Regions from separate parts of the Oryzias latipes genome. Here region 1 is linked to region 2. A link is a contact called in public Hi-C data. All regions are on one chromosome and are shown on one strand. Each heading gives the region's core, a stretch centred on a gene start, on an enhancer-like site or on the middle of the called end of the contact. The rest is flanking DNA. Distances are from core to core; before and after follow the strand shown. Region 1 holds the start of lbh (protein LBH). Region 2 holds the start of LOC101163939 (phospholipase DDHD1).

Region 1 (6,415 bases), core at 3,064-5,563, 130 kb after region 2:
TTTACAGACCACATGTGTTGTTTTTTGTATGCTGGTAGGGGGCGCCCAATTCAAATTCTATTAGAATATAGTTTTTTTCTTGTTTCAGTGGGTTTTTTTTGTTTTTTTTTAAACTTGTTCTGTCCAACAGCTGAGCAAACAGATTAGAGCTGAAGGCTTTTTGTGTTGGACAGGTTTTACTATCACAAAAAGAGGTTATATAGCTTCAAGAAACTAGAGTGTAGATTTGTATAAACCCCTTTTTGTCGTATTATTTTTTATTTATTTGTTACATTTAGTGTGTGTGGGGAGGGAGAGGGGAAGAATGTGAGGGGAGGGTGGAAGAGAGTAAAAGGAAGAAAGGTGAAAAGGTGGGGGATACAAGCACTGATTTGAATAAGTTATTATTTTGAGCTGCAACAATTATACCAGATCTGCTGGAAAGACGAATGTTACATCAAAGGTGAAAATCTGACACTAAGATGAGCGAAATAAATCTGTCCATCAATACATTGTGGGTAAGGAGGAGGGATAAAGCAGACAGGGGGCAGTGTGGCAGTGTGCACGTGGGGGTGGAGATACATGCATGCTGCCGACGTGAACCGTGTGTTCATAAGGGGAGCCAGATCCTACCCAGCCAGACCAGCCAGACCAGGAGAGGGGAGGAGAGCCCCCCAGGCCAGAAGTTCCCCCAGCATCCGGACCCAGGCAGCCCGGGAGGGGAGGAGGAGGGGACCGCCCACCCCACCAGCCAGGCACAGAGAGGGCCCCCCTGCAGGGGCCCCCCCAATGCCCAGAGGCACAAGCGAACCCAGTGTCCGGCCCCCAGGCCACAAGACAGGAGCGCCTAGCGGTACCAGGCGGCAGCCATGGGGGCCACCGGGCGCCGGACACCGAGACAAAGGCCAGGGACGAAGCCTGGGCCCCCGGAACCCATGAGCCGGCCACCCCCCGACCGGCGCCCCGTCTCCGCAAGCCAGCCCAGGCACGCGACCTAAGCAACCCAGGGATCGCCACGCACCCACAGCCACCCCCCATAACCCTACAACCCTACACACTACAACCCCCCCCCCCCCCCCCGCCATAATATCTGAGCCCCCCTCCCCAACCATCTCAGTGCCCTCCCCTCTCTGTGATGGGGAGGGAAAGCCCCAGAGGGTCCCAGCGAGCCAGCCCCCAGGTCCGTCCTACCCATGCACTCACGCACACATACTCACAATCATCTGGTTATCCCCCCCCCCCCCCGCCGCCACACAGTACCCCCCCCCCCCCCCCCCCCAGCCGGCCGACCCCCAGCGCCGTATGCCCGACCATTCCCGCAGCCGACAGGATACCCATAAGCCCGGCCGCCCTGAGCAGCACCGTTAAAAATGGCAAAAACTGCTCAAATGTATCCATTGGAGTTTGGTGACCCTGATATCAAATAAATGATTTCCCTCTGTTTCTGTTTTTCTCGAATTTTAAATAATGGACTTTTTTTTTATTGATATTTTGATTTATTTTCTTTTTTCTTTTTTTTTTTACTTGTCCTGTCCAACAGCTGGACAAACAGATGAGAGCTGAAGACTTCTTGTGTTGGATGTATTTTACTTTAACAACAGGGGTTGTGAATCTTCAGACAAACCAGAAGTATGTCTGAATAAACCCCTTTTGTAATCGAGACCAAACTTTATTAATTTTAATCGTATTTGAAAATCTTTCGTGTTGGACCGGACGGAAAAGTAAAGGAGGGAAGAAGAGAGAGGGATGTTAGAGAGGGGGGGAGAGGAGGGTGATTGCAGAAAAGAAGCAGCATGACGCAGCATAAAGCAACAAGTTTCTGGATGGTTATAATCATTACAGTGAGGTTCAGATGTAATACAAGTCTATAAGGGCGGGGCCTGTCCACACACACACTCAAATGTTATAAAAAATGTTCACATCAACATGTACACAACACACATAATGCTCACACACGCATCCCTATGCCTTCAAACCAACTAATTATATATTTTTTTGTTCATTTCATGAAACAATAAAACAGAATAACAATAGGTTAACATACATTAACAATAAGTTCAAATTTGCCTTGGAAGTCATACAAACTGAACAATCAAATCAATATCAACAAAAAAGCAGTAATTAAAATTTCAAGAGAAACAGAAACAGGAGGAAATGTAGTTTTATTTGATGTCAGGGTCACCAAACTCCAATGGATACATTTGAGCAGTTTTTGCCATTTTTAATGGTACTGCTAAATGTAAATAAATCAAGCAGATACAATGGAACTAATTAGAAGTCACATTTACATGAAAACGTTTAAGTTATTATGAATTGCTGAACCAGTGTTGAACACAAAACTCACTGTACTGTAGTCATCTTCAGGTTCCTTTTTTTAATTTTATTATAGTTTAAGCAGTTTCGCCACTCTCATTAAATGTATTCCCTTGTTTTTACCGACGGATGAATTTTCTTTATTTTACTGCAAATTGATTAGTTATAATTTCTTGTTTTCACTGACTAAATTGTGCATTTTTTATTTTCTATTCCTTAGTCGTAGTTTTTTTTTCAGTAAACCTTAGTTTTATTTTATGAATAAAACAAGAATGATTACCAGAAAGCACTTTTTGAAATTTTGTTTTAACAGTGACAGATAAAGTACTATTATTAACACCTACAGCATGCAAAAAATTATTATTTAGCGTCAATTATATGTATATGAATTTTCAAATCATCCTTTAGCTATTTAAAGAGTATGAAGATGACTTCAATTTAAAGTGGCTGAGTTAGGTTTCAGTTTGATCTGCTCAGCAAAGGGTTCATTTGGGAGGATTGTCCTTTGGGATAAAAGAATGCACAGAGACTTTTTTCCTTTATGGCGCTGTAGCCAGTAAACTATTACATCATTGCTGTTGCAAAAGGTGAAATGAAAGCCAAATAACTGCCTAGACATAAAGATACCAGTGGGTTCACAACCATGTCGTGTTTTTAGTTCCTTTTGTCACACATCTACAATACCAGACAGATCCTTTGAAACTATAGTTTAGTGCACAACAGCATGATCACAATACAAGCAATCGTCTTCAGTCTGATGTTCAAAAGTAAAAATAGCAAAAAGTGTCTCTTTAGAAAAAGCTGTTCATTTCTTTATGGTACTTCACCTTTTTCTGACCGTATATCAATGGGAAAGAAAAAAAAGTGTTTTTTAAATAAACTTTTATCATACAGAATATCATTGAATGACACTAAACATCTAGAGCAAATTCATTTGAGGAAAGAAACAAACTAATTATTGAACTTGCCAGGAGGTTGAATAACAAAAGAGTAATAAAAGCAATAGGCCTACTTCTTAAGGTATTTTTAAAAAGATAAATAAACTTCTTAATAAATACAATTTTCAAATGACACAATTTTTTTACCAAATGATTGAGTACTTTTTTTTTTACAGTTTTTTACAGTTTTCATTCAATATTTGTAAATACTGTTTCATATCTTTATAAAAAAAACGCAAAAGATGTATTTTTTTTTGCATATTTACTCTTGTATGTTTAATATTTTGCCATATTTATAAGTAAATTAAATAATAAAATTTCCAAAGACAGTATGTTCATGGAGTAATCCCTACACAGGTGGGTTGTTTCGAAATGAGTCAATTTCCAAAATGAGGAATAGAACAAAATGTGAAAACAACCATATTTCTAAGCCTTTTAGTCAGAAGGTGGCAGCAGAGAACCAACCTGAACAGTTTCATCTGCACTGACAACTGCAGGCTGCCCTGAGTCAAATGCACAGCCTCGGGAGATCAGACATGTGAGAATTTTTATATCGCGTGAAGGTCAACATTGAAGTGACAGTTATGCAAGGAAAGTCCTGAAAGATGTGTGACATCATCCTCAACGAGGATTCCTGACAACAGAGTCACTAAAAAATTTCATTGTAAGAGCATGCTTTGGTTTTTAAAAAAAAGATAGAAGCCCTCTCTGTTCTTGCACGCATGGACTTGCCCTTGACGCACATTTGTGAATGAACTCTCATTTGAACACATGTCACGCACAACCAAACGGGCAAATCAGTCCACCTTTGCCATTCAAGAAGGCTGTCATTTTGTTGCCTTGGAGACTACAAATCTCCAACCTCTTGCAGCATCTTTTTATCCATTCCCAATGAGTAGCGTCTCTGCTGTCGTCAACATTGCTGGGGGAGGAGGGAGGGGTGCGCGCGCGCACAGGGGACGGCTTGAGTCAGCTGCGCTCTGATTGGCTGCTCCGGTTAATGAGCTGCCATTGAGGAGTTTTATCAGGAGGTGTGTCTGTGCCTCCGCGCGAGCGCCCGCCTCGTGAATAAAAAGTGGCCCCAGCTGTTGTTTCTGATCAGAATTGGAGGAGCCGGACTGTTTGAGCGGCCTGCACGCGCGTGTTCCCACAGATACGTTTGCTTTGAGCGCGCGCCACCGCGAACGGACGCAAAGTGTGGAGAGAAGGAACCGGCTGCAGGTGCGAATTCTTCATGTCTGTTTTCCTACAGCGCATTTACCAGTGAGTACTGCCATCTTTTTATCTCTTTTTAACTTTTTTCACCCCATCATCCTCAAAATTAAGACGTTTTTTACCTAAATGAAGACAAAGAACAAAGTAGTTATTTTTTGTTGGGTGATTTCCCGCTGAATCATCCTCCTTTTTTGTTACTCCCACTCTTGTTTCCTTTGACATATATATTTTTTTATTTATTTTCCTGCGGGGTGTTGCCCCTGAATCTGGAAATGTTAGGGGGTGCCTTGACTTTAGCATGAACATTTGAACGTTAATGAATACATTTACATTCAAATCCAGAGATTATACTATTATTCCTGCATGATCAGGCATTTTGACAGTTTTTTTAATGCCTTTAACCTCAGTACACAGGATGACAGTTCTTTTTTTCTCTTCTCCCCTTCAGATCTTTTACTGAAGTGGTGCAGGTGCAGTGCACAGTCTGTTTGTCATGGATCTGCAGTTTGCAGTGCTGCCTTTTACTGAGTGTTGTTACTTTTGACTAAATATTCCTTCATTTTCCAGGCCATTTTTGTTGCAATGCTTCGTCTCAATATTGGATCATTTCCTTTTTGTATGCGAGCTGCATTGAAGTATTGTTTTGCAGCTGCTTTTATAACCTCAGTGAGCTTCTGCCTGCCTCTGTCAGGAAGTTCAGAATCAACCTATTTACTGTAACCACACTTGGTTTCTCTTGCCTCTGCTCACTTGCAGTTTGCACCTAGCTTTGTGTAATATCACCTCTGTGGGGATTTTTCTCTAGTTTTGTTTCCATAGCTCAATTGGTGAGCTATGGATGATTTGTATTCTCACTCATCTGTGTTTTCTATCTTTGTGCAAAAAAAGACTATTATTTTGAAAGGATAACAACCTAAAAGGAGTTTCCTCTCTGTATTTACAGAGACATTCAACCTACAGGATTATTTACTCTTTCTCTGCCCCCTGGGGAGACTAATACAACCCCCCCTCATCAAAGCTTGCTTTCATACTTGCAGAGCTGATTGAGCTGGTCTGGAATATCAGCCGCTTTGCCATGCTGCCTCACATGTGGAGATGCAGGACTGTTGTAGGAGTAGTGCCAACTGGGAGCTGGAAGAGGGGAAACTATGTTTGCAATGAGGGATGCTAATTCCCGTCTTGTACAGGGATTGCTGTCAGGAAGGCTTGAGTGTATTTCAGCACCACTATATATACAGGCCACTGCATGCTAAAGTGCAGCTTGGCATCTTTGTGATCTGGAAATGTGGATGAACTTGTCATCTACGTCACTAATGTGACTTCAAATGTTTTCTAAAGATGCCTGTCAGGTTGGGTTTGTTAGATGATTTCAGAAACCACAAGTTATGTTAAGCTGTAGCATAAAGTTTTCGTGGGGGGGAAACAAGAAATGTCTTTCATAATAAAAGCTCAGACAGCCAAATATGCACTTGCAAGTTTAGATTTTTAAGGTTATTTCTAACAGATATTTTCATGAAATTGAGCCGACATGATTGTGCACCATCCCAGTCATTTAACTGAATAATTGGTTCTCCTGTAGGCAATAGTAATCCTGTCTTTTGGGCACATGGGCACTGCTTGCTCTCCATCTGTGCCTTGGCTGACTGTAGCATGAGAAAGCTGTCAGAACCAGGTATAGATTATGTCGACAGGATGAAGAGGTAAAGAGATTTTCTGCCATCTGGCCTACAAGCCTTCTTCAAACACTGAAGCCATTTGTTTGAAAATGATTCGGGTGCTCCAGCCATGTTCAGGTAGTTTGGACATTGTGATGGCTGCAAAGCCATATGCTGATATGGACTTATTTTGATCCATGTTGAACTTTCTCTGCCAGTCAGAAAACGATGAACACATTTTAATTGATGAATTCTTTAACAAGACAAGCAACTAAACGGTTTTACTGTAAACAATCCATAGCGAAGCAAAGTATA
Region 2 (6,561 bases), core at 2,223-4,722:
ACACTCCCCATAGGCGCAACGCAGCTAGCTAGCTAGCTAAGCTAACGAAGCCGGCTGGACGACGAAGGACAACGCACTAGCATAAGCCGTTAAGGGGGAAAAAAGAAACGCTTCTCGTTTACTATAGTAAATATGAACCCGTGACAAAATTCCCAACAGTTATCGACTGCCTTTACTCGTGTTTAACAAACGTAGCACAACTGTCACCACAAAACTGTATTGGCTCCCAGGTCCCCGTGGAATTTCCAGCCCGTCCGTTGACAAACAAATCTCGCATAGAGACAACCGTGTAGTATTGAGGTGTTGCCAGATCTGGTGTCAGAAACAAGCATGCGCAATCGGGGAAAACAAACCACCTCTAAAACATGCGACGCTTTACGAGCGGCGACTCGGTTCACACTTGCTGATCAGTTTTCTTTTTCTTTTTAGTTACTAAAACTAAAACATGGGTTTTTCAATTAGCACAACTTTGAAGTGCATGCAAACACTGCTGAAAAGTTAATCAGATTTTTGTTGTCATGTGAACAAATCCCAGAAAATCTAACGAGGAGATTAAAAACATGACTGCCTTAAAACACAATTTAAAAGACAAGGAAAACAACCATTCAACAATTTAAACTTAGCTTGTTTGTTTATTATTTAAAAAACCAACAAACTTGAAATAGAACAAAGTATTCATATCCATCACAAAATACAACTAATCTGACTTTTATAACCCAAATAATGCCAAGTACTATATTGGTCAATCTGGACTAAACAATTCTGGCAAGAAAAATAGGAGAAGAAAACAAAATCTGTACATTAAGTTTTTTCCCCTTTCAATAATAAGACCATTTAAATAGAAAAAAAATGAATTACCTCCTGTTGAGTTTTTTTGGTGTAAATCTAAGGCTTTAACTGATGTTTATTTACTTAAAATGACTATTAACCCTAAATGTAAGTAAAGCTTTTTAAAGCTGAATAAGTGTTTCCATTTTAAATCACAAACTTTTTAAGATAAAATAAAGAAAACGTATAGTTTTGAACACAAACATTTTACAAGTAGCCAAAATAAAACTTTGTAAACTCACTCAAAAGGAGTTTGGTTTTACACAAGAAAATATAAGAAAGAATTACTTCAAATTTGCAAACTTGGCAACCCCTCGCATCCGTATGTCCAGCGCATAGACATACAGCGTGTCAGCTGACGCACAGATCACGTGAAAAATGTGTGAACGCGCATGTCCAAAAATTTACGAACGTTAAATCCTTCAGCTAAACTGCAGTATTTATCTTTTACGCTAGATGGAGAAAAACCCACAGAAATAGTTTATGTGAGCTACATAGAAAATTCAGTTAATTGGTGAATTCCCTGTTTTACCCAGTTGAAATAATATTTTTGTACCATGATTATGTATCTATTCACAATATATAACAGTTGGAATAGTATTTTATTAATCTAGTTTTATTTGACTACACCAAATATCTTGCAACCAATGCAAAAAGTAAGCTTTAGCAGGATGTTTTGATATTGCAGATCTTATATTTACAAAAATCAGCTGTGAATAAAAATATGAAAAATCTCATGGAGAGTTTTTAAAAAAAATCCCCATTAAAAATCCCCATTTAAAGTTTGTATAAAAAATGCAAATAATAATAATAATAATAACCAATTTTATTTAAAAGTGCCTTTCAAGAAACCCAAGGACAATGTACAAAACAAAGGCTAAAATAATCATTAAAAGCACAATAAATAGAAATAGACAAAAAAATCAAAAGTGAATCAAGATGAAAAGGCAGAAATAAACAGATGAGTTTCGAGTTTTGATTTGAAAGTTTGTGAAAAGTCTAGGTTACGGGGTCAGGAGGGAGGGAATTCCAGAGTTCGGGAGCTGAGCAGCTGAAGGTTTGGCTTCCCACATTAACGAGACAGGCTGGAGGAAGAGAGAGCTGAACAGAGGAGGAGGACAGAAGAGAACAAGAAAGATAAGGGGGAGCCAGGTTATGGAGGGCCTTAAAGGTAAACAGGAGGAGTTTGAATTTGATTCTAGAGATTATGGGACGCCAGTGCAGCTGATGGAGGACCGGGGTGATATGACTGAAGGAGGGGGTTCTGGAGATGATGCGGGCAGCTGAGTTCTGGACCAGTTGTAGCTTATTGAGGGTTTTTTGAGGGAGACTAAAGAGGAGGGAATTACAATAATCTAGATGGGAAGTCAACATCCCAAATTACCACCAGAGAGCAGCAAATACCTATCCATTTCTAGAACCGCACATATATGCCAACTGGCTTTCCTCTTTAACAGGATGGACAACATCAAATTGTTGTAGAAATTTTCAGTCACTAATGTGCACAAAAACAGGAGCAGTCCACCTTGATATCAACATTTGAGTAAATATTCACTGTAAATGAGTCTTTTTTAAAATAATTTAGTGCTTTCTGGAACCTGTTTGAAGGAGCATCAGTCTCAAGTTAGTTGACATTTCGTTTCTTTGTATGCATACGTAGAGAGTTTGTGCATTTGTGAAGCAAGTGGAGTTCCAATTCTAGGAAACAATTCCTGTCTGAATGTCAGAGGACCAGGTGATTCGGGAGCTGTCTGAGGGAAGAGGCGATGGAGAGAGGCCCAGGCAGCTGTATTTGGAATAAACAGACATTATCCTGCAGTGCCCTAATTTACTGCACAGGGGGAATTAAACTTTAAGCTTGTCCCACCCCTTTGTTGCCCCATGCTGTATTCTTTTGCCCATCAACAACTACTTGTACAATGTGCATTATTAGAGTGTCACCCCACCCAAACTCTGTCTTTTTAGTGTCAAATTCGAAACCCTTACAGGCTTGCAATGTGGTGGTAAAACAGCGTCTTCCGCAGGAACTTTGGGTTTTATAAGCTGTATCACTTTAGCACATGTGTGTTTACAGAAAATATGCGTGCAGCACACAAACTGGAACGGAGGGTTTTAATGTTTTTTTGCTTACCTTTTGGAAAGGTTGAAAAATAAACAGACATTGTTTTTAACTTTTAACAGTGAAATTGTATACAAGCACCTCTGTAATCAATTTGAAAGATGTCTAACTGTGTCAAAGTGTCAAAAAAATCTAGAAATGACTCAAAAAGGAACAAAAGTCATTTTTTAACTTTGTCTACAGCCTTTTGGGGAGATGTGTAGAATTTGTATGTCAAAGACATTTAGTGAAAAGGAAGATAAAAGTGTTCGAAATATTTCATTTAAGTCCCAAATCAATGTGTCTTTTCCAAATCCCCAAATCGCTTTATTCTGGCATTCAGGTTTGAAGCTTGGCCTCTGTGCTTCGATGTTTCGCAGCCACCACCTGGATGGGTGAATGACTAACAAACTGCAATTTTTCCTTACAGTAACTAACCATATAGATATTTATAACCAGCTGGTCACCTCTTCCCCCCTTCCACTCCCTTCCACTGAGGGACTGCCGTGAGAGCTCTCTTCAAAGATCAGTTGTGACACTTCTGGCTTTGTTCTTAAACAAAGAGAACTGCCCCTCATCTGCCCGTAATTGGGCTGGCTCTTGGAATGTGCTTGATGTCTCCGCGCGGGCCATTGCTGCTAAAGCAGACGGGCCAGGGTTGCAGGGAGATGGTGGATAAATTAGTGAGAATCTATCCACCCATCTGTTCCTTTATCTTTGCCTTCTGTGTGTGTGTGTTTTTTTTTTCTTTTCTTTTTTTACTCCATTTCAGTGAAAAACGAACAAACCTGTGTTGAAACTCCAGAATCCCACGCTCACTGTAAATGCAGCAATTTGTGGATTGCCCTCTCTGTTCGGTCTCCGTGAACTTCAGCACCTAGCAGAGGTGGGGTAGTTGGATGCACAACAAGGGCAGTCTGGGACACATGTCACTAGCAGTTACTGGAGTGATGCTGATCATACGCAGATAGTTGAGAAAGGATTGGAGGGTGTTTACTGCTTTGTTACAACAAGGAAGTAATTTAGGGAGCTGAAATTCCTCTTCCAAGGAACGGAAAAGGTTGAAACAGTAGTTGGCAGCACACCAAAGGCGCGAGCCCCTAATTGTTGTCATTAATAGCAAATAATCTCAACATGCTTACATTGTATACTGGGAAACTTTACGGCATTATGCTCAAGAAATCTGGGAATTCTCTGAGTATCAACATAGAAGTTTGTCTGAAACAAATCACATGCACCTTAGGTAAAAGACTTTGCTTTGGTTCTCCTTCCCTTTTCTTCTCTTTTACACTTTTCGGTGTTTAAAGCAACCTTGTCGCCAAAATGCCGGCCTTTGCTTTTGGTCACAACTCATTTAAACCTGAATGCTTGTCCACTCACCACCAGCTCCACCCTGGATAAGTAAACACGTGATGTAATGTGTAGTTTTTGCCTGTTTCTAAAAGTCCTCGTCCAATCACACCCAGGGGTGATTTTAGGTGGGGACGGTCAGCAGAGCCCAGATGACGAGGTGTAGAAAAGTAACCTGAACGGTTCGGGGCATATCTGACGGGGAATCTGAAAAAAAAAAAGACTCTCCCTTATGCGTCTGGGCTGGGGAGCTCCAGTCCCTGCTGGCTGCAGCTGAGATCAGGCCAGCGGCTCCACATGTCTGGGCTCCAGGTTTCAGTTGGGTGATTGGAGCTGTTGACTCCGGCACATGGCCGTTGCTGAAGGATCCCACTGCCTTAACGATGTCCTCCAGGGCTACCAGACCTATTGTCATTCAGACTCCTACTGTTCGCCAGTCTGATCCCTCCTTACTGGAGTCTGCCTGGGGATGGGCTGCCTGGTGTCAGCCATCCTGTCTGTTTGTATCACATGTGAGCGTGTCAAAGAATGAAACCTTTTTGTCCTGACAGGTATTTCAATTATACGTTTTTATAGGCCTATTTTCAAATCTTCTGTTTACTTTTGAACAGAAACATATAGTTTGTTACCTTCTAATACCACATACATAAAAAAAACAACAGTTTTGCTGTAAATAGAAGAAATTTCCATCAGGTCTCACTGTTATATTTTAAATAAGTTCGTAAAAACCTTAAAAGTGTTTCCACAAATGGTTTCAGGTTTAAAACTCCCTTCTATGTAAATGATTTTGTTCAAAACAGACAACTTTGTCATGAAACATTCAGTTCATGCCTTTTCCTCACAAATCAACCATCATAAAACCCGTCAAAGGCTCCATTCGCAACAAATATTTTCACCTGCATGAGATCCACAATTATGTTACTTAAAGGAAAATCCACATGCCTTTTCCAAAAACAGAGCAGGGACACAGCTTCTAAAATTAACACTCTGATTGGTTTTCCTTATTCACATGTTTTAAAGTTTCCTTGTAATCATAGTTTGATGGAAAAGGTGTTGCTCCATACCAGGGATGCCACTGTTCTCGGCTTAAAACTGAAACGTATGTTAAACCATTAAACCCAATCTTGGAAAGTGTATCGTTGCATCCCTACTGCATATCTGTATGTTTATGCTTAAAGACTCAAACACGTGTTTTTCCAAACTTAAGAAGGATTTGTAGTTTTATTACATAATAATTTTTTTTCTTAATTTTAACTTGTTTATAGGCAAATGAAATAAAGGTTTATCACAACTTTTAGTTTTTTTGTTGTTGCTGGGTAATTCACAAATCATATACTGAACCGAAACAAAACTGTGATCTGAAAATATAGGTTTGAATCAAATCACGGGGAAAGTTAATTATTGCATCCCTACCCCATATAGTTCACAGCAGACGCTTTTGCCATATTCCATTAGTAAACAAGGAAAGCATCACTGAGTCCATCACAGCATCCAACCAGCTGCTGAACCAGGAATGGTGACAAACGCGCCAAAGGGATTTTTGTTAGACATCCAATCATTTCAGGTTGTCAAGATTACATTTAACTGAAATATGCTAGATCTGATCATTTCTGTATTGTTTGCTTTTGAAATCTTTTTTGCACATTTAACATTTTTTTTACAGGCTGCATTCGTTACAAATATTTATGCTGCAACATAGAAAACTGTGGGGGCAAATTTTAAAAAAGCCCAACAAATTATCAACAAAAAAAGATCAATGATCTCTGATTCATCACTTAGCCAGTTAATTTGCAGGAAATGCACTCAGTGAGAAAACCGTAGAAATGCTAAAAAGTTGTTGTGTCGCCACAGTGAATCAGCTTCCAGTGAGTCGCACAGGTGGTTTGGCAGAGACCTTTACACCGGATGCCCTTCCTGACACAACCCTGTATATTATCCGGGTTGGGGACCGTAGCATGAAGGGTCTTAGCAGAAATGCCAATAAGAAACATATTTTTCATTTTTCCCATTTTCACACCCTGTCAGTGTGTGTCTGCAGTGTGTCCTTTAGCTTCGGAAAGGCTCGAAACGGCCTTAAAGCTGCTTTTACCGTCACTCTATAAATCCACAAAAAGATTAGGGAAACTACCAGTCAAAAGTTCACCCAACATTTTTATATTTTTAATCATTTTTGCTATAACAGACAAGGCTGTTTGCATGAACTATTTCACTAAAGTAAACTTTTGATGAATCCAACTCTTCAAGCGTTGGACATCAAGCCCATTGCAAACGTCTGGCAGACTTCC

What was found. A called contact is a pair of places that touch in the nucleus more often than the background predicts.
Region 1: a Hi-C map of embryo shows a contact between it and region 2, with 2.1 times the contacts expected there. The contact joins the promoter of lbh here to the enhancer-like site in region 2. A contact is called at or near these places in 5 of 5 Hi-C or Micro-C datasets (embryo, fibroblasts and gastrula embryo).

Annotation. Positions count from the first base shown.
Region 1 is chr22:7,881,502-7,887,916 of ASM223467v1, forward strand. lbh (protein LBH) reads left to right here and starts at 4,314. Exons shown (of 3, transcript XM_023951761.1): 1 at 4,314-4,493. The coding sequence starts at 4,465.
Region 2 is chr22:7,752,134-7,758,694 of ASM223467v1, forward strand. It overlaps LOC101163939 (phospholipase DDHD1), which reads right to left and starts at 294. Exons shown (of 14, transcript XM_020713426.2): 1 at 1-294. Within about 2 kb of position 3,473, at least 2 of the 8 cell types and tissues checked have an H3K27ac peak or open chromatin away from gene starts, as enhancers often do. A contact at or near this core is called in embryo and gastrula embryo, where this site is marked.